3 separate regions of the Mus musculus genome follow, and regions 1 and 2 are each linked to region 3. The links are chromatin contacts, called in public HiChIP or PLAC-seq maps. All regions are on one chromosome and are shown on one strand. The core of a region is the stretch at or near the end of the contact, and the rest is flanking DNA. Distances in the headings are between cores, read along the strand shown.

The links. HiChIP or PLAC-seq counts read pairs in DNA pulled down with a chosen protein or histone mark.
Region 1: a contact with region 3 is called in an H3K4me3 HiChIP or PLAC-seq map of embryonic forebrain, with 12 times the contacts expected there. The contact joins the promoter of Pgam5 here to the promoter of Cplx1 in region 3. A contact is called at or near these places in 4 of 39 promoter capture datasets (cranial neural crest, liver, maxillary cranial neural crest and 1 more) and 1 of 115 datasets of contacts at active chromatin or transcription factors (embryonic forebrain).
Region 2: an H3K4me3 HiChIP or PLAC-seq map of forebrain shows a contact between it and region 3, with 23 times the contacts expected there. The contact joins the promoter of Ankle2 here to the promoter of Cplx1 in region 3. A contact is called at or near these places in 4 of 39 promoter capture datasets (cranial neural crest, frontonasal cranial neural crest, hippocampal neurons and 1 more), 4 of 115 datasets of contacts at active chromatin or transcription factors (SST interneurons, astrocytes, forebrain and 1 more) and 1 of 9 other capture datasets (adipose tissue).

Annotation. Positions count from the first base shown.
Region 1 is chr5:110,268,575-110,271,572 of GRCm38.p6, reverse strand. It overlaps Pgam5 (phosphoglycerate mutase family member 5), which reads left to right and starts at 1,674. Exons shown (of 6, transcript NM_001163538.1): 1 at 1,674-1,921. The coding sequence starts at 1,734.
Region 2 is chr5:110,229,557-110,232,557 of GRCm38.p6, reverse strand. It overlaps Ankle2 (ankyrin repeat and LEM domain containing 2), which reads right to left and starts at 1,554. Exons shown (of 13, transcript NM_001253814.1): 1 at 1,135-1,554. The coding sequence starts at 1,321.
Region 3 is chr5:108,548,207-108,551,423 of GRCm38.p6, reverse strand. Cplx1 (complexin 1) reads left to right here and starts at 1,397. Exons shown (of 4, transcript NM_007756.3): 1 at 1,397-1,535; 2 at 2,815-2,918. The coding sequence starts at 2,888.

The sequences.
Region 1 (2,998 bases), core at 425-2,924, 1.7 Mb before region 3:
AAAGAGGCAGTAAGGAAGCACTGTTAAAGAAGAACTATTCTGTAGCTGGGCGTGGTGTCGCACACCATTGATCCCAGCACTCGGGAGGCAGAGGCAGGCGGATTTCTGAGTTCAAGGCCAGCCTGGTCTACAAAGTGAGTTCCAGGACAGCCAGGGCTACACAGAGAAACCCTGTCTCAAAAAAACAAAACAAAATAAAATAAAAAAAAAAGAACTATACTGTAATTTTGTTACAGATTTTTGTTACACACACCCTATTGATGCTTCCTGTGAAAGATTAAAGCATCTAACAGGTCCTGCTCTGGTGCCTGGCTGAGGTCCTGTCAGGAAAGCAGCCTCTTAAGGACAACTAGCCACACTGCCCTCCTGGCAGCCAGTTTAGATATTGGGGCTCACTGGGCAGACACCTCTGCAGTCATATGGGCCACCAGAACCTCCGTGGAAGACTTGCTCCAGTCATGATCTGTCCAGACAGCCTCCACCGACACTGAGCAAGACAGCATGGTAGTGAACTCTGATGACCTTGCAATCGTCTCATCCAGGCCAGGGGGAGGCTCTCCCTTGGTGGCTCTGCAGAAAACCTGCGATTGATTCAAACGTGCATGAAGGACTGCCAGGATTGGGGCTAAGACCCTTGCCATAACACCCTTTTCTCTTTATATATAAGCCGACTGAAACTCACGTTTCAGTCAGTGTGAAATACAGCCTCTGTATCCTTTTTTTTTTTGGTATGTCAGGCCTTAGAGGGTTTTTGTAAAAAAAATTTAATTTATTTTTATCAATAGTAGGGTAGGCTGAGCTAGGAACACCAAAAGGCTGAGGCTAGAGAGAATAGAGAGCTGAGGTGAAAGAAGGCTGTGGAAAAAACAGATCCTGTTGCTAAGACTTTTAGGGAGCTGTCTAGCCAAAGGACCGCCTTAGCCATTGTGGAAGGCCAAGGGTTCTGAGAATGTCTGAGGTTAGAGGTTCATTCAGGAGCAGTAATATTACCAAATGCCTGCTGCTGTTCATTGTTGCTCAAAGATGAAAATTATAACAGCTGCCAAGTGCTGGGCCGCTTGGTAGTTAAAGCCCAAGCCTGGAGCTGTAAGTCCGTGGGCCTGCCAGTCTAGTCCCTAGGCCTTGGGTACAATGGCCCTGGAAGAGCAGGTGGACACCTTTCCTACACAGAAGGACCCGGTCAATTGGTCAAAAGCAACTAGAGCGGTAAAACTTGGAGGCGCGATGGTAGGTGCCAGGGACTAGGGGTGGGGAATGGAGGGTTGATAGTTGAATGAAGAAGGTTCTTAGGGAAAAAAATGGAAAGAATTCAGGAGGTGAAAGTTGAGAGTATGCATACACTTAAAGATTACAAATGAAAACATAAAAACTTCAAATTGAAGTGCCAAACTTGAGGTTTTTCAATTCATATAAACCCAGTGCCTGCAGGCAGATTTCTGAGTTCGAGGCCAGCCTGGTCTACAGAGTGAGTTCCAGGACAGCCAGGGCTACACTGAGAAACCCTGTCTCGAAAAACCAAAAAAATAAAATAAAATAAATAAATAAACCCCAGTGCCTGATTTCCACCCACTAAAGGGCAGGCATCTGCGCCTGCTACCCTGCGACCACCGGCAGGTGGCGCCCTGGGCCGCGTTTCCTGATTCGTCGGGGGGGGGGGAAGGGGCGGGACTTCCACCAGCCGGAAGCGGAAGTCTGCTCCTGGCGTCCCGCCGTCAGGTCGCGCGATTTGCGGCATGGCTTTCCGGCAGGCGCTTCAGCTGGCGGCCTGTGGTCTGGCCGGTGGCTCGGCCGCTGTTCTCTTCTCGGCGGTCGCGGTAGGGAAGCCGCGAGGTGGCGGGGATGCAGACACGCGCGCGACCGAGCCGCCGGCCTGGACAGGAGCGCGAGCCGGGCGCGGCGTCTGGGACACCAACTGGGACAGGTGCGGGGACGGGAGGTTTGGGCTCGGCCCTGCTTCCTCACCTCCATCCCGGGATGGCGGAGATCGGTGCTCTGAAGGGAAGGGGACGCTGCGTGCTAGTGGGTCTTGAGTTTGTGTGAATCGGTGGCAGTGCCTGGATGGCGCACCTCCCGAAGGTCTTCGCGCCTGGGCCACCCGTCTCTCTGAGGGACCTCTAACCGCCCGGACCCCATACTCGAAGAGTCCTTGTTCAGAGACAGTGCACCAGGTCTTTGTCCCAGGACCACCATCCTCTGTGGGCCTGAAATTCCAAAGGATTAAGTCTTACTCAGAGTCAGGGTCTTGATAGACAGCCAGGTTTGCCTCACAAATTCTCCTCCTGCAGCTTGGGGAAGATTGGGACTGCAAGCATGCTATCCCTTCAGAGGCCAGAGAACCCGTGCGTGAAGTAGAGCCAAGGGTTGGGTTACCCATGGAAGCCGGGTACAGTGGCATGTATAGCGAGTGGCATGCAGCTTTAATCCCAGCACTGGGAGTCAGAGGCAGGCAGAACTCTGAATTCTGGGCTATATAGAAACACCTTGTCTCAAAAAAAAAAAAAAAAAAAAAAGAAAGAAAGAAAAAAGAAATGACCTGATTTTAAATGTTTCATATTTGCTTGCTGTGTCTGCTTACGTGGATGGATTGGTACAGTGGCCTTGTTAGGTGGGGAAGGATGCATGACAGATGGATCAACAAGTGCCGGAAGGGACTAAAAGGGGCATATCCACTTGGTTTCTTTCTGGTATGCCTTCCTCTCTGACAGTCGTCTCCAAATTTTGTCTGGTCCAGCCCCACACACGGCCCTGTAGCTGCAGCAAGACTTTGGCCTGGTCTGTATATGGGACTAACACCCCAGGTTAGCCTGCTCAGATCATGCTTGAGCCGCCACCACCACCCTTTCCAGACCTTCCTCTTCCACCATTGTGTTAATTTGGGCAGCTCTGACTTGTCCTATTCCTGCCTCCTACATTTAACTGAGTAGCTTCAGTTTCTTCGGCTCCTACGTCCACTCCACTAACTACAGTCCTCAACATTGTGATGGCCACTACCCCAGTG
Region 2 (3,001 bases), core at 305-2,804, 1.7 Mb before region 3:
CAACTGTTTGTTTTACATCCTGACCAAAGTTTGCCCTCCCTCTCCTCTCAGTTCCTCTCCACCCCATCAACCAGCCCTGGCACATCAAGTTGCAATAAGACCATGCTATTTTCTTAGCGGGGTCAAGAGAATGTAAAACCCAAAAGACAAGCATTGGCCCTGTTGTCACAACACAAACATTTCATTTCTCCACGGCCATGTAAAAATAACCAGCATTACCCTGACCTTCCTGTTCCCATTTCTTAAGCAAAAAACAAACAAACAAAAACAAAAACACGAAAACAAAACCCCCAAGAAACCAACGACTGCTAAGAAAGGGTTGATATGTATGTCAGTGGTAGAAGACTTGTCAAGATGTGCCACGCCTTGAGTTTTATACCCAGCCCTAAGTAATTAAAAAATGAAATTGTGTTTAAGTTCATAGTAGCAAATGGAGCCTCTGTTACCCGTAAGATCTTGTTAGGGTTGGGTTATCTCTAAAGTTCTAAAGTTGAGTTAATGGCTTAAAATGTCATTTTCCTTCTAGAAGAATTACTTTTCATCTTCCACTAAGAACTAGATTTAGGAGAAAGTGAGCGTTAGTGAAAAGTGGCTTCATACGAACACATACCTCGGGCTGGTGAAAGAGCACACCGACTGCTCTTTCCGAAGGTCCTGAGTTCAAATCTCACAACCACATGGTAGCTCACAACAAGAGACCTGACGCCCTCTTCTGGTGCGTCTGAAGACAGCTACAGTGTACTTATTTATAACAATAAATAAATCTTTGGGCGGGGGGCCGATCGGAGTGAGCGAGCAGGGTTGACCCGAGCGAACAGAGGTCCTAAATTCAATTCCCAACAACCAGATGAAGGCTCACAACTATCTGCACAGCTACAGTGTATACTCATAGACATAAAATAAGTAAATCTTAAAAATAAATTTAAAAAATTCTAAAGAAATCTTAAAAAACAAAACAAAAACAAAACACATACCTCGTAAACATGGGATTACAGTTTAGAGAGGTGGAGAGAAGAAGTGCTAACAGGGCTGTGGGTTCTCATCAAAAGTTTCCAAAATATCCGCGATAGGGTCTTACCGTATCCAGGGGGCGTGGAGAGTGAGGTTTTCCTCCCACGACTGACGCTGCCTTACCTGGCTGTGCGGCCACCGCTTCAGACGCGCTGGGCGGAGAGGAGAGCGTCCCGCAACGGTTCAGGTCCCGCGGCCGCTTCTCTAGCCGGCGGACCAGCCAGCGCACGGCGATGAACAGCACCGAGGCGCCCAGGAGCTCCCAGGCCAGGGCCGCCCACTCCACCACAGCCAGCCGCTGCCACAGCATCGCCACCGCCGGCGCCGAGGCCTTGAGCGCGGCCGCTGCAAATGCAGCCCGCGTCGCTCCCGCCTCCGGCCCTCAGAAGACCGCTCGCCTCGCCACGGGAGTCGCGCCTGCCCCAAGCCTCCTCCTCCGCCCGGCCGTGGTTAGACCAGGCGGGCTGCGCGCGCAGTGCGGGCCGTCCCGTTTCCCAACGATCAGGCTAGAACGCGGCCCGGAACGCAGCCTCAGGCGGCTCCGGAGGCAGCCCGGGGTCCTGATTAACGCGAGCGCAGCCCGGCAGTGGCGCGGGCAGCTTGGTCGGGGTCCTGAGTCGGACTCGGCGCGCTGCCTGGCGCGGCTCGCTCTTCAGGTGCGCCGCCCCGAGTTGTCGCTGCTGGAGAGCGCGAGCGGGCTCCTGGGTCACCCAGACTGTGTGTCATCCCGAAGCCAGCAGAGCTGGGGCCATAGTGCTTGACTGATAGGGGCTGAGGATGAATACGGCGGCCAGAAAGCCCAGCTCTGCCTCCTGTTGTTAATGAAGATTTTCTCTGGAATACAGGCAGAATGCCTATACCATTCCGACGGATAACGCGAAAGCCTACCTAGCACTGGGATTAAAGATGTGAGCCACCATGCCAGGCTGCTGATTTTAATTTTTGAAGTCCTTTTCTAACCTTTGTTTTTCTTTTTTGAGTCTTAACTATATATCCCCAAACTGGCCTTATGCTGGAGATCTGCCTCCTTGAGCTCGCAGAAATGTGATTACAAGCATGTCACATTAATTTCTGCCCACAGATCATGAGCTATGGAAGCCCGTGATGGTGTAGAGGCTTCTCACATGTACTCTGAGTGGTCTTTAGAAGGCAGAGTGGAGGATGGAGGCCTGTTCTGTTCAAATGTGTATCCTACCTCCTGCCAGTGAGAACTTGGTAAGACCAATTCTCACTATCCGGAGAGGGTGGCCTGAGGAATGGCCTAAAAAGGCCTGAGTGGAGGCCCCGACACGTTCAATTTACAGGTTACCAGCCAAGAGTCAGATATACATACCCTTCAGGTCATATCTTCAGTTAAAGATGTTACTTACTCCTCAGAACAGTCTCAGGGAAGCCAAACTAGATGACTTGAGAAATGCTAAGATGAATTTCCAGTTATTTTTATAGCCCCAGGATTAGAAAGCTAATTTAGATGTATTTCAGTATTTAGCTGGGCGTGGTGGTGCACATCTTTAATTCCAGACAGAAGCATGTGGATATCTGTGTTCGAGGCCACCCTGGTCTATAGATCCAGCCCAAGAGGCATCCAAGACTAAGTAGCAAAACCTTGTCTCAAAAAAACCAAGATAAATAAGTTAAATTTAATTATAGGCAGATGGGTAAAGTAGTATTAATTCCTTAAAGAAACAGGTACAGGAATATGTCATAGAGCAGTGGAGAACAACTTTTAATGTTTTGTCTTTTGCTTCATAATTGTGTTTATTTAAAGAGACCATGTGGGGTGGGGGGCTGAAAAGATGGCTCAGCGGTTAAGATCACTGACTGCTCTTCCAGAGGTCCTGAGTTCAATTCCCAGCAACCATATGGTGGCTCACAACCATCTGTAATGGGTTCTGATGCCCTCTTCTGGTGTGTCTGAAGACAGCAATGGTGTACTTTCATACATAAAATGAATAAATCTTTTAATAAATAAATAACCATTGTTCATTAA
Region 3 (3,217 bases), core at 148-2,647:
GAAGGTCAGGTCCATCTGGTGGCGTGGCGGGGAGAAGAAAAGCAGGTGAGAAGTAATGAGTCTGTCTTGCTGTGGCCCTTGCTTTTGCTAGCTACTATAGACTCCGAAAACACAGAATGAGCCAGACTGGGCACATCTGTGTGCAGGTGACCCCATTCCACAGGACATCAGTCCTGGGCCTGAACAAGGCTCTGGGCATCAACCAACCTTACCATGAGTGTGGTGGGTGAACTGAGATGGACAGTGCCAGTAGGAAGGGCACTGGGAGACTTAACTCTTCTGTGTCTGATGTGAGTCATGCCCAACTTCCTAAATGATCCTCTCCTCCTAGGCATATGCCTGTGTGCAGTGCAGGCACTTCACCAGTGGGATCAGACAGTATCCTTAACTCCAGGGCCCCAGGCTGAAGTCAGGGCAGAAGGTGTGGGGCTTAACACTTTCTCTTCTTGTCTCCACTCCAGCTCCGTTCCTGGTCTCTTCTACTTTGAATCTGCTAGGTCAAAGGAACAAAAACTGATAAAAGCAAGTCTGGAATGGACCCTCCCTTACTCCCCACCCCTAGCCCTCGAATTCAAGCCACCAAGCACCCTGGGGCAGCTTTGGAATGTTGGTGAAGGGGGAATACTCATGAGGCAAGAAGTTTCACTGAATTGGGTGAAGGTCAAGAACAACCTAATCCTTAAGAATGACTCAGCCAGGAGGAACATTAACAGTTAAAGCAATGGCCATCAGCACTAGACTCTGCGGGTCAGGAATTACCACCTGGCTAGCCAGAATAAAAAACAGCTTAGGTGTCCCCACATGCTCTGACTTCTGCGAAGACGATTGCCTCACAGAAGCCCCCCAGGATAACTGCAGGGATACCAGGCCAACCTTGTGGCCACTGGGCTCTGCAGTGCAGCTGCCGCAGAGTTGAAATCCCGGTGCCAGGGGAAGGGGCGGCCTAGAGGCGGGGCTGTGGCTGTCTCCCAGGAGCCCCCGCCCATCCATGTCCGCAGTGACCTTCAGGCGTCCCTGACTGACTGGGGTTTCTATCCCACCAAAGCCACATTTGGCGGCTCTGCACACCGGAGAAGCCTGGATGTGTGGGCCTATCTTGCTCGATCGGGGGTCTCGGGCTGTGCTCGCCTTCTCCCGCCCTGCCAGCAAAGAGCAAAGAAACCCGGTCAGGAGCAAACGTGGTTGGTAGATTAGGGATGGTGACCCCATCCCTGCATTCTCCCAGCGTTTCAGGAGGGCGCTTCAGTAGGACTTCAGGAGGGTCTCCAAGCCGGTGTGGAGAGAGTGGCCCAGGCCAAAGAGGGGCCCCTAATGCAGCTGTCGCGCGCGCCAGGCCAGGATCTGGGAACCGGGGGCGCGGCTGCCCCCCCTACCTCCGCCGAGCCCCGCCCTCCTCGTCATGCGGGACGCGGGCGGGGGCGCCTCTGAGTGACGCGCCCTCCTCGCGGTGTCCTTCAGCCGCCGCAGCAGCACAGAGCGCCACATGGACCCCGCCGGCCTGAGAGCGCGCTGCTGTTGATCGTCCACCTTGGAAGGTAACCGGCGCCCTAGCAGCCAGTCCGACCTTAACCGGCTCCCTCCTTTCCCCTTCCCAGCCCAGTTTTCTTCCCGACTCCTGGGCTTCCCTTTCTGGATCCCCGCTTTCTAGCCGTGGGTCTCCTACCCATATCCTAGGTTCCCCTACTCTTGGTTCCTTGTCTTTCAGACCCAAGGTTGCTCAGCCTGAAAGGCGCTGTCCATCGTGAGGTGCTGAAACGGCCCTTGATTCCCTTTCCCATAGGCATCTTTTTTCTTTCTTTCTTTCTTTCTTCTTTCCCTGGCGCGCTCCGGCCTGAGGCCGTGCTCCGGTCGGGCACCTCGCCCAGCAAAGCAAAGGGTGCGGCGGCCGCGAGAGAACGGGATGCCTTGGTCTTTGCGGAATCTCCGCAGCGTCCTAGCCTCTCTACAGCTGGCCCTGCGGAGCCCCCATCCCCCGATTCCCGGAAACAGAGAGAAGTTTAGAAGGCAATTGGCTTTGCTGCAAAGGCATCCCTGAACCCCTAGCTTCTCGGACACTCTTCCTGCCTGGCACCCCTTCGGGTCTCATTCCGCAGAGAGAAACCTGTGAAACACTGGATCCCTCAGGACCAGGTTCCCTGATAGGAAAGACTCTACAAAGAGGGATGTCTTTGCAGCTGTTGGCATTACAGAAAGCACCTTTCTAAATGCTGCTGGCACTTTAGTCCACGCTGGGCATTCTGACTTGGGTTGCCCTACCCCATGCAGAAGCAGGAGTGGGTCATCTGTTTCCCCTCCCACTGGAAGACGGGGACTCCATCCAGGGCCAGTTCTGCTGTGGGCCTCCAGAGTCTCTCTAGAGACAGATATAGTTGAGACTAGTCAGAAGTCATAAGGACCTTTCCTGAGGGACATTCATGGACTTGTCTCTCCAATTCTTCCCCAGAGGGACCCCTGCCCCACAGCTCCAAAACTGCCAAGGAGGCTGAGCAGCCAGAACCTGGGTGCTACAGCGGAGCATTGACCTTCAAATGCCCCCTGGGCTCCACCCCCGCTTGAGGAGGCTGGCGCCAGTCTCCAGTAACTGGTGGCCCCAGGTTGTGAGCTGCAGTGGCATCTAAAAGCTTCCTTCAGAAACCCCAGAAGAAGCAAGATAACTGTTGGTTTGGCTGGGCTCTGAACCCTGCCATCCTGGTCTGGGTGTGGGAACAAAGCCTCTCACCCTAGACTCTTGGGATAGTGGAGAGGAGAGCAAGGAGTAGATGAGGGTCTCAGGAAAGGTTGGTCAGGGTACCTATGACCACCTACTCTCTCTAGGCAGAAGACCCTGACCACACTTGAATGTGAAATCTGACCCCGGGAGTGGCTCCTGAGGAACCAAGCCATCACCATGGAGTTCGTGATGAAACAAGCCCTGGGAGGTAGGAGGTGGGCAAGGGGGGGGGCGCATGGGTTTGGGCCTCCAGCGATACACAGACACCTGATACTCAGAGAGACATGTCTCCACCACTGCAGTGGCACGAAAACACATGGCTGCATGACCACTTCTGACCTCACGCACAGGCTCTGCAGATGGTTGCTTACACTCTGAACAAGCCTAAGGCAGTCCCCCAGCCCAGTACTTTTGAATCCCCTGGTGACTCAAGCCTTGGGATTTAATATGAGATATGGGGAGGACGTGCTGTGTAATATGGCCCCATGTCCCCATGCCATGGTGCAG